Linked DNA regions of Mus musculus: regions 2 and 3 are each linked to region 1. The links are chromatin contacts, called in public HiChIP or PLAC-seq and promoter capture Hi-C maps. All regions are on one chromosome and are shown on one strand. The core of a region is the stretch at or near the end of the contact, and the rest is flanking DNA. Distances in the headings are between cores, read along the strand shown. Region 1 holds the start of Cyren (cell cycle regulator of NHEJ). Region 2 holds the start of Akr1b10 (aldo-keto reductase family 1, member B10 (aldose reductase)). Region 3 holds the start of Akr1b7 (aldo-keto reductase family 1, member B7).

Region 1 (4,514 bases), core at 1,240-3,739:
GAAGGAGCCACAGTGGCCGGCGCACCCTGTTCGGTCCAAGAGGCATTGACTGTATTTTGTACATAATTGCTTATTTTTCTTATTTAAGGGGAAAAAAAAATCAGAGCAAGGTAATGCTCTTACAGTCACTTGGTGTCTCTTTCTGGACTATGTGAGTCGCCTGGCCCTGGTGATAGCCACAGCTCCCTGCCTTGGTTATTGGATGTCAGCTCTCACTAGCCTCAGCTGCCATGCCTTTCTGGCAGAATCCGGTTATAGTTGAGATGTACACCACAGTGCCCTCTTCTGGTCTCAAGCCGAGATCTGAGTGTCTTCTGCAGAACCTGAAAGCTGGGTAAGGTGCTGGCTAAGAGGCTTCTCAGGACAGCAGGCCTGAGATCTGGGCCCACCTCCAGCTCCTGCACCTTGGGGTCTTGTGGTCCCAGAACTCTCATTTGGTGGCTTCCTCCTCCTTCCATCGTGAAGTCTCTTAGCTTGAATAGTACCAGCTGCCTGCACCTCTGCCTGGCTCAGCTGCATCGGCTGTGCCTGTGCTCTGGTCTCTCACTTGGAAGGAGAGAAAAGCAGGAGTGTTGAGGCCTGGGCTCCCTTCTGGGATGGAAGGAAAAGTGGAAAGCGATATATAGGAAAACCCTATATATCATAGTTACTATTTATTATTGGTGTGCCTGTGTGTGTTGGGTGGGTGGGTGGGGGGTGGGGTGGGATATGCCACAACAAAGATCACAAGACAACTTGGTGTAGACTTAAGTTCTTTCTGTTCATCTTTATGTGTATTTGGGGGATCAAACTCAGGTGGGCAGGCTGCATGGCAAGTGGCTTTCCCCGCTGCGCCATCTCCTGCTCACGTGTTTACCCACGTCCACACTGACATGAAGGGGTCAGTCCGTTCTCTGCCGTGTCTCCACTCCGACTGACACACAGCCTCATCGTCTGCCTCACCCAGCTTTGTGGGCCTGGGTTCCGCCTGAGTCAGGAGCCCGTGATTTAATTTCCTCTGGTTTTCCTGTCTTATGGCGTGCTCTTTCTTCCAGCATGTTCCCCACAACTTGCTGAACCAGTGGTTTTAAGGCTCAGAGACAGAAAGAACATTCCAGAGCTTGTTCCTCCCCAACCCCTCCCAGGAAGAATGCATCCTTCAAAGCGCCTCTTTGGAACCCCTGAGGGCCTTAGTAGGGCTCTGTCCTTTGCTGTCCTTGAGTGAAGGTGTTGTGGGGCACAACCAAGAAGGCAGGTCACACTGCAAACCTTGAGTCACTCTTCTGGGGGCTGAGAACCTCGCCTGGCAGGTGCAAGTCTGCATTTCCCTCCCTGTGCCCTGGGGCCCTGTCTCTGCTGAGCCCCAAACCCATGCCCAGGAGCTCGGTGTGGGGTCTGGAAGTACAGTCACGATTACAGTGCCTGCTGACTAAATGAAGCTGACGGACACTTGTTACTATAGCCAATAAATTTATCTGCCAATTTAAAAATAATAAAACCCATGTGGACTCCAGCACAGGCAAGTCTCCTAGCTTGGTCTTTCCCTCCTGCTGCTGGGGTCTTTGCTGACAACAGGCTCTGTATGCAGCCACACAGGTCTTTAGCCTTATTTGCTGGGTGGCCATGGAGAAGTTTTAAGAGATGTGCAGGGTCGGGAGAGTTATTAAGAATCAAAGGAATCCAAGAATGGAAGGATGCCCTCTCACCCAGCATTAGGCTTGCTTGGCTCACATCAGATGAGGTAGAGGGCCCGCCCTATTTACAGTCAATGAATGCTACTTTCTTGACAGCTAGGGGCTGCCCTCCCAGAAAGGTGGCAGCCTGGCCTGGTTCAAGAGCAGCTAAAATGACTCTAGGGGTCATCTGTGGGATTGGAAGCCATTGGTTTATCCCATTAAGAGTTGGGGCCTTTAATTTCCTGGTCCGAGCTATCAGTTTAGGATTGAGGATTAGCATTAGGGAAAGGCTATGGAGAAACCGTGCTCAATAGGGGAGCTGTGGGTGCCCCAGTCCAGAGTGCGGTGTTGACCTGCTGTTGTAAATCGAACTTGGTCACTCTTGATTTCTCCGTTTGGGGGCAGACAGAATCAGATCTGAGGTTTCCTTTGCTCCAGCGCTCCAGAGAAGAACCTCCCCTGTGAGGGCCTCCTACTGTGTTTTTTTCAGTCGTCTTCCTTGGCTTTTTCCCCAACCACCCAGGTTGCCTTAAAATCATGCATGCGTTTAGCTGAAAGATTCCGGACACCTGGGAGCTAGCTTGGCGCCTCCTCCACTTCTGCAGAGGGAACCTTTCTTTGCTTCCCCTAGTTACTGACTCTGGCCGCTAAGAACCAACGGCTGCGCCTCCGTCACAACAGCTGACAGAAACAGGAGCCTGCGGATGTGACCCGCGGTCTGCAGGGGGCACCCGGGGCCCTAGCGGCCAGCCAGCGCCCGGGTCCGGAGCGCGCACGCCGGGAGCGCGCAGGAGCCGGAAGGGGCGGGCGGTGGGATGCGTGCGCGTCTCGCAGTTCTGAATCCCCGGAACCCACGGGAAGGACCGCAGCGCTGCCCTCCCCTCTTGCCCACGGTTCCATCCTGTCCCCAGGCCCCCGGCTCTGCGCCCTCTGCGGTAGGGAGGGAGTGGCGCGGCCAGCTCCGCGCTAGTGCAGCGACGTCCCGCGTGTGCCTTCTGGGTGAGATTTTCCAGGGACCCAACGGGCCCGACCCGATCAGCGCTGAGCTCCAGAAACCTTGCGGCGGGCAGGACCTGGCTGCTGGCTCGATGGTCGATATCCAGCTTTCTACGACTTTGTGCACGCTAATTCTTAACCACGTCTGTTTCTCGTCTATAAAATGGACATGATACACATGTACTGCCGGGTCTGACTCATTTCTGTACACTGTCACTCACTGGATGGTATTCCTCTTAATCGACTTCTGTTCTGTGGCTGGACAAGTTGTTTGGTTTAAATGAAGTTATAAACAGTCATTCTGGATGAGCCAAAATTGTCTACTGGTGTATGTTGGGGGCAGGGGGAGCACTGCCCATTGAAATGTGTGAATTAGAAAGCCTGGGGGATTTAGTAATTGATATGTTTTGTAAAATGTGGTATGGGAGGGAGGGAGGGGGTGCCTTAAGCGGGCCCAAGCTGAACCCCCTCCTACTCCCAGGTATCAGCCATATGATGGGTCTAGTATAAAAAGAAGTTTATTTGGGGACATGAGAAGGGGGGTTGAGAAGGGAGTAGAGGCAGAGAAAGAGGGGACAGAGAGGGACAGAAAGAGAGAGAGGGACAGAAAGAGAGAAAGGGAACAAAGAAGAGGGAACATGTGGAGAGAGAAGTGGGGAGGGGGGTTCAGAGAGCATGAGAGAGGCCAGATAGTCCTTTTATAGCAAGCCAGGTTTGTACCTGGCTGTTGCTAGGTAGTTGAGTGGAGCCTAGAAGGAACGTTAGCATGCTAACAGTAACCAAATCACAGTAGAGGTGAGAAGTTTGTGACATAGATGGAGATGGACGATTGGGCCAGAATCCCCTTTCTTCCTTCCTTTGGGCTGTAGAAATGACAGGAAAGCATTTCTTGTTGCTGCAACTGCCTGTGTGGGGCACAGAGCAGGGGAGGGGCTACAGATATCTGTCTGCAGGCCCCATGTCCTATCTGCTGCTAGTCCTCCATGTGACACAGTGTACATGGCTTGGCCTTCTGGGCTCTGCTCACCTCTGGGTCACCTCAGGTCTGCCCTACACTGACTAGTAATTACTGCTGGTAAGTTGGAAGAGCGTTGACTTACTAGAATCTACTGACTTGGTTCCTCCTTGTAGGCATTGAAGATCGGCACCCACTGGGGTCAGATGAGCCTGGTGTGACAAGAGAGTGTGAGTTTTGGTCCTGTTCTAGAGAAGCAAGCCATGGAAACCCTAAAATCCAAGACCAAAACGAGGGTCCTCCCCTCTTGGATGACAGCCCCTGTGGATGAGAGAAAGGTTGTATCAGTGAAGACAGCCACAAGGAAGCAGACAGCCGCCTGGGCCCAGAGAGTGGGGGCAGCAACAAGGTAGCTAGCTGGCCTGTCTGTCAGAGTGGGCGGGGCAATGAAATCCGTCCTTCCAGCAGAGCCCATCGCTCTCAGCTTGCCCCTCACAGAGAAGCACCACCACGTGAGTGTGTGCTGGTGAGCTCTGTCCTGCCGTCTAGCTGTTGATGCAGGCAGTGAGCTCTGCCTACAAACCATGCCTACACCCCAGGAACCAGTTGTTCAAAGTGCTTATCTCTTCTTCATTGGTGACAAAAGCAAGATCAATGGATCTGAAGTCTAGTCACCTGAGTGGTGCCTGTCTTTCCTGTACACAGGGCTTTTCAGTCAGTCAGTCAAGAAATCTGACATTGCAGAAGTGACGGGTGAATGCTGGTAGTCAGGGCGGGGAGAGCTTATCAAGTAGGAGGGAGGGAGCAGCCATTCTCTCAGAAACAGGGGCAGGAGGCTTTCAGGGCCACACTTGCTGGCTCTTTCCTGTTCCTTACGTAGTTGTCACAGCCCCAGTCACATTCATGTA
Region 2 (4,514 bases), core at 768-3,267, 490 kb after region 1:
AATAGCCAGAAGCTGGAAAGAACCCAGATGTCATTCAACAGAGAATGTATACAAAAATGTGGTACATTTACACAATGGAGTACTACTCAGCTATAACAATGACTACATGAAATTCTTAAGCAAATGGATACAACTAGAAAATATCATCCTGAATGAGGTAACCTGATCACAAAAGAACACACATGGTATGCACTCACTGATAAGTGGATATTAACCCAAAAGCTTGGAATACCCAAGATACAATTCACAGACCACATGAAGCTCAAGAAGAAGGAAGACCAAAGTATGGATGCTTCAGTACTTCCTAGAAAGGGGAACAAAATACTCACAGGAGGAAATATGGAGGCAAAATGTGGAGCAGAGACTGAAGGAAAGGCCATCCAGAGACTACCCCACCTAGGAATCCATCCCACATACAGACACCAAATCCAGACACTATTGTGGATGCCAATGTGGATCCTAACAGGAGCCTTATATAGCTGTTTCCTGGGAGGCTCTGCCAGAGCTTGACAAATACAGAGGTGGATGCTTGCAGCCAACCATTGGACTGAGCACAGGGTCCCCAGTGGAGGAGTTCGAGAAAGGAGTGAAGGAGCTGAAGGAGTTTGCAACCCCATAGGAAGAACAACAATATCAACCAACCAGACACCCTAGACCTCCCAGGGACTAAACCACCAACCAAAGAGTACACATGGAGAGACTCATGGCTCCAGCCGCATATGTAGCAGAGGATGGCCTTGTCGGGCATCAATGGAAAGAGAAGCCCTTGGTCCTGTGAAAGCTTGATGCCCCAGTGTAGGGGAATTCGAGGGTGGGGAGGTGGGAGTAGGTGGGTAGGTGAGGGAAGAAGCAGGGGGAGGGGGGATGGGATAGGGGGATTCTGGAGGGGGGACCAGGAAAGGGGATAACATTTGAAATTTAAATAAAAAATAAATCTAATTTTTAAAAGATCATAAAACAGCAACAGCTGCGCCATCACTGGGACAAGGAATTGCTTCCAGCCACTCAGAGGCACTGAGGTCCAGGCTGAAAGCCCCGCCCCCCTGCACGCGCACTGCTGGCAGCACGGGCTACTCATCCTGAGCCCAACTCCTTTACAGTCTGCGTCTGCTGTTGAAATTCTGAAAGTTCATCTCTGTGAAGTTTTCCATGTGAGTTGATTCCCTGGAGATCTGCAAGTGATTAGTTATTGTTTTGATGGATGTGTAATTTCTGGCTTGGTCCAAAACCGTTTCACTAAGCATTGAGATGAGCCTCGGAGAAACTTGCCAGGTGAGTTGAACACAGCCAGGGTGGGACCTGAGCTGACTCTCGCTCAGTCTCTCTGCCACCCTGATCCTGCTCGGGCTTTAACATGTGGGAACTAGTGGGGTCTTTGGAAAGTGAACGTGCCTGGGCTGGGGTCTGAGACTGGGCTTTCACAGGCTCCCAGACTACTCTGAAGTAGGTAATGGGGTCCTTCAGCATGGGTAGCAAGGGCAGCTGGGTCATTTGGAGCTCAGCGTTCTCGTTCTAAATAATTCAACCAGAAATAAATACACAGCCAAAACTTGTAAACTGTGAAGTAATTCTGAGGAAAAGCTTGCGACGAGAATAACTGCCTGGAGATGATGGTTTGCTGTACTTTGTAAAAATCCAGGAACAGCTGGGATCCCGACACTTGTTAGGGAAGTTAGACGCCAGCTCTGAGGCCTGAAGCAGCACAAAAACTGAAAGCAACTTGGGTCAAGGCTGTAGAGTTCCAGCCTTACCCGACCCCAACCCCCACCCGGCAGGCAAATGCTATGCAAAGAGGAAGACGTGCCAAGACCTGTCCCCACTTGAAAAAAGCAGCTGCCCAAAAACTGCGCACTCACCTTCCAGGTGCCCAGGCCCACAATGGGCATCTTGGCTCCGGTAAGGAGCGTCACGAAGGCGGCCATGGTTGCTGCAGAAACGGTTCAAAGGGAACAGACGGGAGCCTTTGCCTAAATTAGGAGTCTGGCAACTGGTTCCGTGTCCTTGAGGAGACAGGCTCTTCTTCCTACTGGCTAGCAGCCACAGCCTGGGGGCGGGCACTGGCACAGGAAGTGCATTTCGGTTTTTCGTAGGGTTGACCAGCAGTAAACACTGCAGAATACTAAGTTTCCCTGCTGCAGAGTGCAAGGCTCCCGCAGCAGTGCCCGCACAGGTGTGTGGACAAAAATAACAGGCAGTGAAAGATGAATGCATAAGTTTATTTAAGGAAGGTCATTGCTTCGAGAGTGCACATACTCTAGGGGTCCAACAAGTTTTCAGCTAGGGAAAAAAAATTCAAGGCAAACAAGGAGGCATATAGCAATCATTCTGATATCGATTAGTACTGATAACCCACTACTGTCAGACTAGCCACATCAATTATTTCTGAAACCACTATTTCACTAGCTACAATATTGATAACAAGAGATATCGGTGGGAAATCAATTGACGGATGTCCTTGCAGAATTTTTTTTCAATTTTTATTATTTATTTACATTCCCGTCCCCCCTTTTGTCCCCCCTCCCAAAATTTTTCATCCCATTCCTCCTCCCCCTTGCCTCCGAGAGGGTGCCCCCGCAGACCTCCCCCTCCCCTGGGGCTTCAAGCCTCTCAAGGATTAGGCACATCTTCTCCAACTGAGGCCAGACCAAGCAGACCTCTGCTGTATTTTTGCCAGGGGCCTCCGACCAACCCGTGTATGCTCCTAGTTGGTGGCTCAGTCTCTGGGAGCTCCCTGGAATCCGGATAAACTGAGACTGCTGGTCTTCCTATGGGGTCACTCTTCCCTTCAGCTTCTTCAGTCCTTCCCCTAACTCAACCATAGGGGTCCCAGACCTCAGTCCAACGGTTGGGTGTATCCGCCTCTGTCTCTGTCAGCTGCTGGTAGGGCCTCTCAGAGGACAGTCATACAGGCTCCTGTCTGTAAGGACAACACAGCATCAGCAATAGTATCAGACCTTAGCGCCCTCCCATGAGATGGATCCCAAGTTGGGCCAGTCACTCTTTTTAATGTATGAATTTGAAAAGCAGTAATGTGAGGCTGGACCAAAGAAGAAAGAATCATAATCTCAACTTCCTTAACACAAAAGTAAACACAGAGTAACATTATGTGCGGTTATAGTAGCCTCTGTGTCAGGCGTGGCTGTGTGAGTGTGTAATTTCATCTGTGTTCACACAATTGCTGTAAGATCATGGGAGTAAATTGGTCTAGAAGTAGAGATTACCTATTAGTCATTTCGACATGATCTTTTACTACTAAAATTCTCCTTCTCCTCCTCCCTCCTCACCCCTCCCCCTTGCTCCCCACCCTCCTGTTCTTCCCTCATTCCTACTTCCCCCTCCCCTCCTCCTCCTCCTCCTCCTCCCCCCTCACCTGCTTCCCTCCTCCCCTCCCTTCTTTTCTTTCTTTTTGTTTTCAAAGATTTATTTATTTATTTTATGTATGTGAGTACACTGTACCTGTACAGATGGTTGTGAGCCTTCATGTAGTTGTTTGGAATTTAATTTTTGGGACCTCTACTTGCTCTGGTCAATTCTGCTCTCTCTGGTCAGCCCTGCTCGCTCTGGCCCAAAGATTTATTTATTATTATACATAAGTACACTGTAGCTGTCTTCAGAAATACCAGAAGAGGGTGTCAGATCTCATTACAGGTGGTTGCTGGGATTTGAACTCAGGACCTTTGGGAGAGCAGTCAGTGCTCTTACCCACTGAGCCATCTTTCCAGCCTCTTTTCTTTCAATAATAAAAAAGTTTCTTCATTCTTCTTTGCTTTTCTTTCAGATTTAATGACTTGACCATGCTGCCACTTGCTCCTCTCCACTCCCTCTCAACCCTGCCCCTGGATTCCTTCCAGACTTCATTAGGACATTCTATTAAGTCAGGTTTGGCTTCAGAAAGCAAGTTACTTCAACATAATACTGGATGACAAGTAGGTCCCAATGACAGGGGCTACTTTATGCTTCTCTGCCTCTCTGGCCTTTTCTCTGGCTTCTCACCTCTCAGCTTTCCCAGAGCATCTAGTGAGTAGGGGCTCAGATCATAAGCAAAGCCCTATCTCTTGTTTTCCGTGTCTGTCACGTGCCACTTGCTGCACTCAATGCTAGAATGCAGTCCCTGTCTTCCAGAAGTTTGTGTGGGAGCCAGATTGGGGTGCAGGAGTAAGTTCCAGGAACAGAGGATTGAGAAGGTATGTGTAGAACTTCTGATGTATGTGTGTGTGAGAGAGAGAGTCTACAGAATACATTGCATATATATATATTACAAAGTGTTGGAGTCCAAGATTCGCCTCATAAACCACATGAACACCGATCTCAGTCAGACAGGGATGGTTTATTGGACACATATCCTAAGAATGATCAATTGGGGCTGTAGTTCAGAGTTTGGAGGCTGAGTTACAACTCTGAACATCTTTCTCTGTCAGGTTATAAAGGCTAAAACCACAATGAGCTCATACACAGGTGCAGGAAGTGTTGCCTAGCGGTTGGCTCTGATTCAAGCCATTTTAGACATAACACTT
Region 3 (4,514 bases), core at 565-3,064, 470 kb after region 1:
CAGGGCCAGTCTCAGCCACATAATGAATTATTATAAGGTAACCAGGGCTGTGGAAGACTCTCAAACAACAGCCCATAAATAACTCTTCCCCTATTACTAAATCTAAAGGTTCTGTTTTTAAGCATCAAACCTTGAGAAGCACAGAGAGCAGAGATCAACAGCTCTGCCATCATGAGGAGAAGGAATTTCCAGAAACACAAAAGCACTGGGGCCCAGGGCCAAAGTGTCACCCTCCTGCTTGTCCACTGGTGAGCACAGAGTCCTTACCTCGAAAACAACTTCTTACAAATATTTACAAATGCTTTTGGAACTCTGAAAGTGCATTTCTTCTAAATTTGTCCAGGGTGAGTATCCTGGAGATTTGTAATTATTTGTCACCTTGAGGGAATGTGAAATTTCTACTCTGGTTGCAAGTCTCACCATTCTAGTAAGACCCCAATCTAATGTAGAAACAAAGAGAGAACCTACCCTCTGTGTAAAGAAAAGAGAAACAGAGGAAGACTGGAAATGAGTCTTGGACACAGGACAGATGGTGTGATGGTTTGTATATTCTTGGAGCAGGGAGTGGCACCGTCTGGAGGTGTGGCCTGGTTGGAGTAGGTGTGTCACTGTGGGTGTGGACTTAAGACTCTCACCCCAGTTGCCAGGAAGTCAGTCTTCCACTAGCAGCCTTTGGATGAAAACATAGAACTCTCAGCTCTGCCTGTGCCATGCCTGCCTGGATACTGCCATGCTCCCACCTTGATGATAATGGACTAAACCTCTGAACCTGTAAGCCAGCCCCAATTAAATGTTGTTTTTTATAAGACTTGCCTTGGTCGTGGTGTCTATTCACAGCAGTAAAACCCTAACTAAGACAGATGGGTTCCCAAACTACTCCTGAGCCAAGGATGAAGGCTCACACCTATAATCCCAGTATTCAAGAAGCTGAGGCAGGAGGATTACTCCAAATTTGATCAAGGTCATTTTAGGTTAGAGAGAGAGAAACCCTGTCTCAAGAAATCAAAATCAAAACTAAAAACAGCTCCTGGTTAACAAGCTGGCTACTCTCATGTTGTCAGTAATAGAAACAGCAAAGAAGGCAGAGTTAGAAGAAGATGGACCAATGTCAGACTTGTCCCAAGATTTCGTGAGAAATCTGTTTCACTGGGTACTGGGATGGGCCACAGAGCAACTTGCCAGTAGAGATTAACACAGCCAGGGCAGACTTTGAGCTGACTCCAATTCTGTGGCTCTCATGCTGCATGGGTCTTAAGGTGTGGGGGAATCACATGGAGATTTTGTAAACTGCCTGGGCCAGTCCAGTTGTCCTCTGCCTTTCCCACAAGCTCCCAGGCCACTCAGATGTTGGCATAGTCTTGCATCATAAGAGTGGGGTCATTAAGAACTCTATACTCTCTCTCAGTCACTCAGCCAGTAACAAACCAACAGAGACCCTCAGAGTCCCAAGGAAAGGCTTTCTAAGAGAAAACTTCCCTGAAAACAGTTTTCTCCCTGAAAAATTGTACAAATTTAAACCTGATATTCGCCAAGGAAGCTATTGTCATTTCTGGGAAAGGCTCATCTGCAACCCAAAGCAGCTGACAACAGGTGATAATGCTGGCCTTATCAAACCCAAGGCAGATAGATGCTCTGCACAGAAAAGAAAATGTCCAGACCTCCCCTCAAAGGCAGCAGGTGTCCCAAGACTGCACACTCACCTTCCAGGTGCCCAGGCCCACAAGGGGCATCTTGGCTTTGGTACTGAGTTCCACGAAGGTGGCCATGGTTGCTGCAGAGAGTTCTCTGAGTGAGCAGATGAAATGCCTGCTTTCTCTACAAGGAGGCTGGTGACATTTTTATGTCCTGGATAAAGGAGGCGGGCTCTTACCACATTGGCAAGCAGCCACAGCCAAGGGTTGGGGCATGAGAACAGGAACTTCATGTCAATCTTGTGCCACACTGATCATCGTAAACAAAGATTAAAGTCAGCACAGTGCAAAGGCTATCTGGGCAGAATGCATGCTTTATTGGGTATGCGGATCAGAGGTTTGTGAACCTAAGTGACATGGTTGAAAGGTCATCCAAGATGAACTGGTAAGTTTATTTGGGAAGGGTCATTGCCCTGGGAGTGGATATAACGCTAGTGAACTGCGTGGGTGCTCATGCAGTTTGAGGCAAATAAAAATGTCGAGGAAAAATGAGACATCTTTTACAGTAACTACTTTGAAATAACTGTCCTTGGCCACAAAACTAAGGGATGTCTGTTACAGAGGAAACTGGCAGGTGACCTTGTGGAAAGATTTTTTTTTTTTTTAAATGTAGGTCATGGACACCTTTCTAGAAATGCCTGTATCTGTGCGTTTTCTGTCAGATTGCAAGGCAAGAAGATTCCCTGAGGATGAAAATGACCTGCTAGCCACTGGGACAGGTTCTTTCCTAATGAAATTCTCTTTCTCCTTCCTTTGTTTTTCCTTTCTTCCTCGTTGCCTACTTTTCTTCTTCTTCTTCCTTTTCTTTTCTTTCAGATTTAGGGATTTGACCAATTGTGTTTTATAACGACATTAAAAAAAAAAAAAAACTGTGCCTGATTTGAAAACAATCTTTTGTGACTATGAAATGTCATGTACTCAACTGTGAAACGCAAGGATGGTTTATAAGGGTGAGAACCTGAAGCAGAATATCCCCATCACCTAAACTGCCATTCGCAGTGCTGTTTTCTTCTGTCTTTGCATATGTGTTTTATTAATAATGTCTCTGAGTATATATGTCTTAGTTCTTACATACTATACATATATTTTTGGAAGCTAACTTCATAAAACAAACTTTCTAAACATCTACAACAAGTCACTTTGACTTCATGTTTTGGTTTTGTTTCTTACTTTTGCATGTGCCCATGCACGCGTGTGCAGCCCTGTGGAGGCCATCCCAGGACATCAGATCCCCTGGAGGCTATAGGTGGTTGTGAGCCACTGGGTGTGGGAATTGAACATGGGTCCTCGGTTAGAGCAGCATGTTCTTTTAACCGCTAAGCCTTCTTTCCAGCCCTAAAACACCATTTTAAAATTACTTTTACCACATACATTTTAATGGTTGCAAAAGATTTTATTTTGTCAACATTTATTTGGTCATTTCCACTATTCTTAAATATTTAGTTTGTTTTCGATTGGTTTATAATAGGAATGAGTAATATCCCTAAGTGTACCATTGTAGGTATTTCATAGAAGTTCCATATCCCAGGACACTGACAATTACTGCCCCAGTATGTGCAGAGGGTTCCCTCTGTATTTCTTGAGTCTTCGCACATGGGATAGTCTACATGTGCTGTAGAATCTAGCTGAAAGAAGAGCACCAGCTAGCCACCACGTAGTTAGAATTGTAAAACAATGTCATGTACTGGCATACACTTGTCACAGTCAGGTAAATTGGACTCAGGGAGTAGGCTCTGTGGCTAGAGACTGGATAGTCATATGGACATCTCTGAAGCCTACACACAGGGCTCACCCCATCAAAGACCAGATAACTAGGCAAGAAAGCTAAAGATCAGGTAGAAATCATAGCCAAGCTCCATCTCACACTGTGACGTCTCTACATGTTCCCCTCTCTGAAATCCCACTGACACATGGAAAGAGAAGATCCTAAATGCATATATTTCAATCCAGAAATAAATGGGAGTAAAATGAAATACAGAAGGAGACAGGGTCAGGAAGTGAACTAGGTTGAAGCTTTATCAGTACTAAAGATCCTGCAGACTACTTTGCCATGGCTGACTAGAACATCGAGATTGTAGGTAGAGGAAATGCTAGACAACACAGAGCCCCGTTTACAGTCTTCTTATCTACTCTGACGTCTTCATGAACTTCCGATAAGACTTTTGGAATGTATCTCTAGACTGGACACATCGCTAGGCTCCAATCATCACCTGAAGATGTAGGAACGTCTGAGTCCTGTGGGGGAGAGCTCTCTGCTTTTCTATCACCCATTTACCTACTGACAATATGACCCATGTAACTGCTGTTGTTTTGATTTGTGGGTTTCTTGTTTGATCTCTTAAGATTTGTTTTTAAATTATGAGTGTGTGCATATGTTCATGAGTGCAGGTGCCTATGGAACCTTCAAGAGTGTGACAGTTCCCCTAGAACTGAAGTGATAGGCTCTTGTGAACACTAATATGGGTGTCAACCAAATTCAGGTCCTGTGCAGGAACAGCATTGCTCTTGACAACTGAGCCATCTCTCCTATACCTTTTTATTTACTTGAGACAGGGTCTCATGTACATCAGTCTGGCCTAGAACTTACCATGTTGCTCAGGGTGACCTTGAACTTTTGATGGTCTTATCTTCACATCTCACGTGCTAAGATTATAAGCATGCACCCCATGACTGGTTTAGGGGATGCTGAAGAGCAGACTTAGAGCTTTGTACATTCTATACTCCATCTCTTGAGGTTTCCACCACCCTCCAACAGAGCAAAATTTAAGACAAAGTCTTTAACATCTGGGTCTTCAAGGAACATTCTAGATCCAGACTATAGCA

The links. HiChIP or PLAC-seq counts read pairs in DNA pulled down with a chosen protein or histone mark. Capture Hi-C pulls out chosen DNA fragments and counts their contacts.
Region 2: a contact with region 1 is called in a promoter capture Hi-C map of liver. The contact joins the promoter of Akr1b10 here to the promoter of Cyren in region 1. A contact is called at or near these places in 10 of 39 promoter capture datasets (the C10 cell line, the HPC-7 cell line, embryonic stem cells and 4 more), 12 of 115 datasets of contacts at active chromatin or transcription factors (the 230-238 cell line, bone marrow-derived dendritic cells, bone marrow-derived macrophages and 8 more) and 3 of 9 other capture datasets (embryonic stem cells, liver and pancreatic islet).
Region 3: a contact with region 1 is called in an HNF4G HiChIP or PLAC-seq map of pancreatic cancer cells. The contact joins the promoter of Akr1b7 here to the promoter of Cyren in region 1. A contact is called at or near these places in 7 of 39 promoter capture datasets (the 3T3-L1 cell line, cranial neural crest, embryonic stem cells and 3 more), 4 of 115 datasets of contacts at active chromatin or transcription factors (bone marrow-derived macrophages, embryonic stem cells, pancreatic cancer cells and 1 more) and 1 of 9 other capture datasets (adipose tissue).

The regions. Positions count from the first base shown.
Region 1 is chr6:34,876,040-34,880,553 of GRCm38.p6, reverse strand. It overlaps Cyren (cell cycle regulator of NHEJ), which reads left to right and starts at 2,489. Exons shown (of 4, transcript NM_001135611.1): 1 at 2,489-2,654; 2 at 3,783-4,015. The coding sequence starts at 3,870. Wdr91 (WD repeat domain 91) reads left to right here. Exons shown (of 15, transcript NM_001013366.1): 15 at 1-128.
Region 2 is chr6:34,381,750-34,386,263 of GRCm38.p6, reverse strand. It overlaps Akr1b10 (aldo-keto reductase family 1, member B10 (aldose reductase)), which reads right to left and starts at 2,017. Exons shown (of 10, transcript NM_172398.3): 1 at 1,857-2,017. The coding sequence starts at 1,922.
Region 3 is chr6:34,409,662-34,414,175 of GRCm38.p6, reverse strand. It overlaps Akr1b7 (aldo-keto reductase family 1, member B7), which reads right to left and starts at 1,814. Exons shown (of 10, transcript NM_009731.2): 1 at 1,701-1,814. The coding sequence starts at 1,766.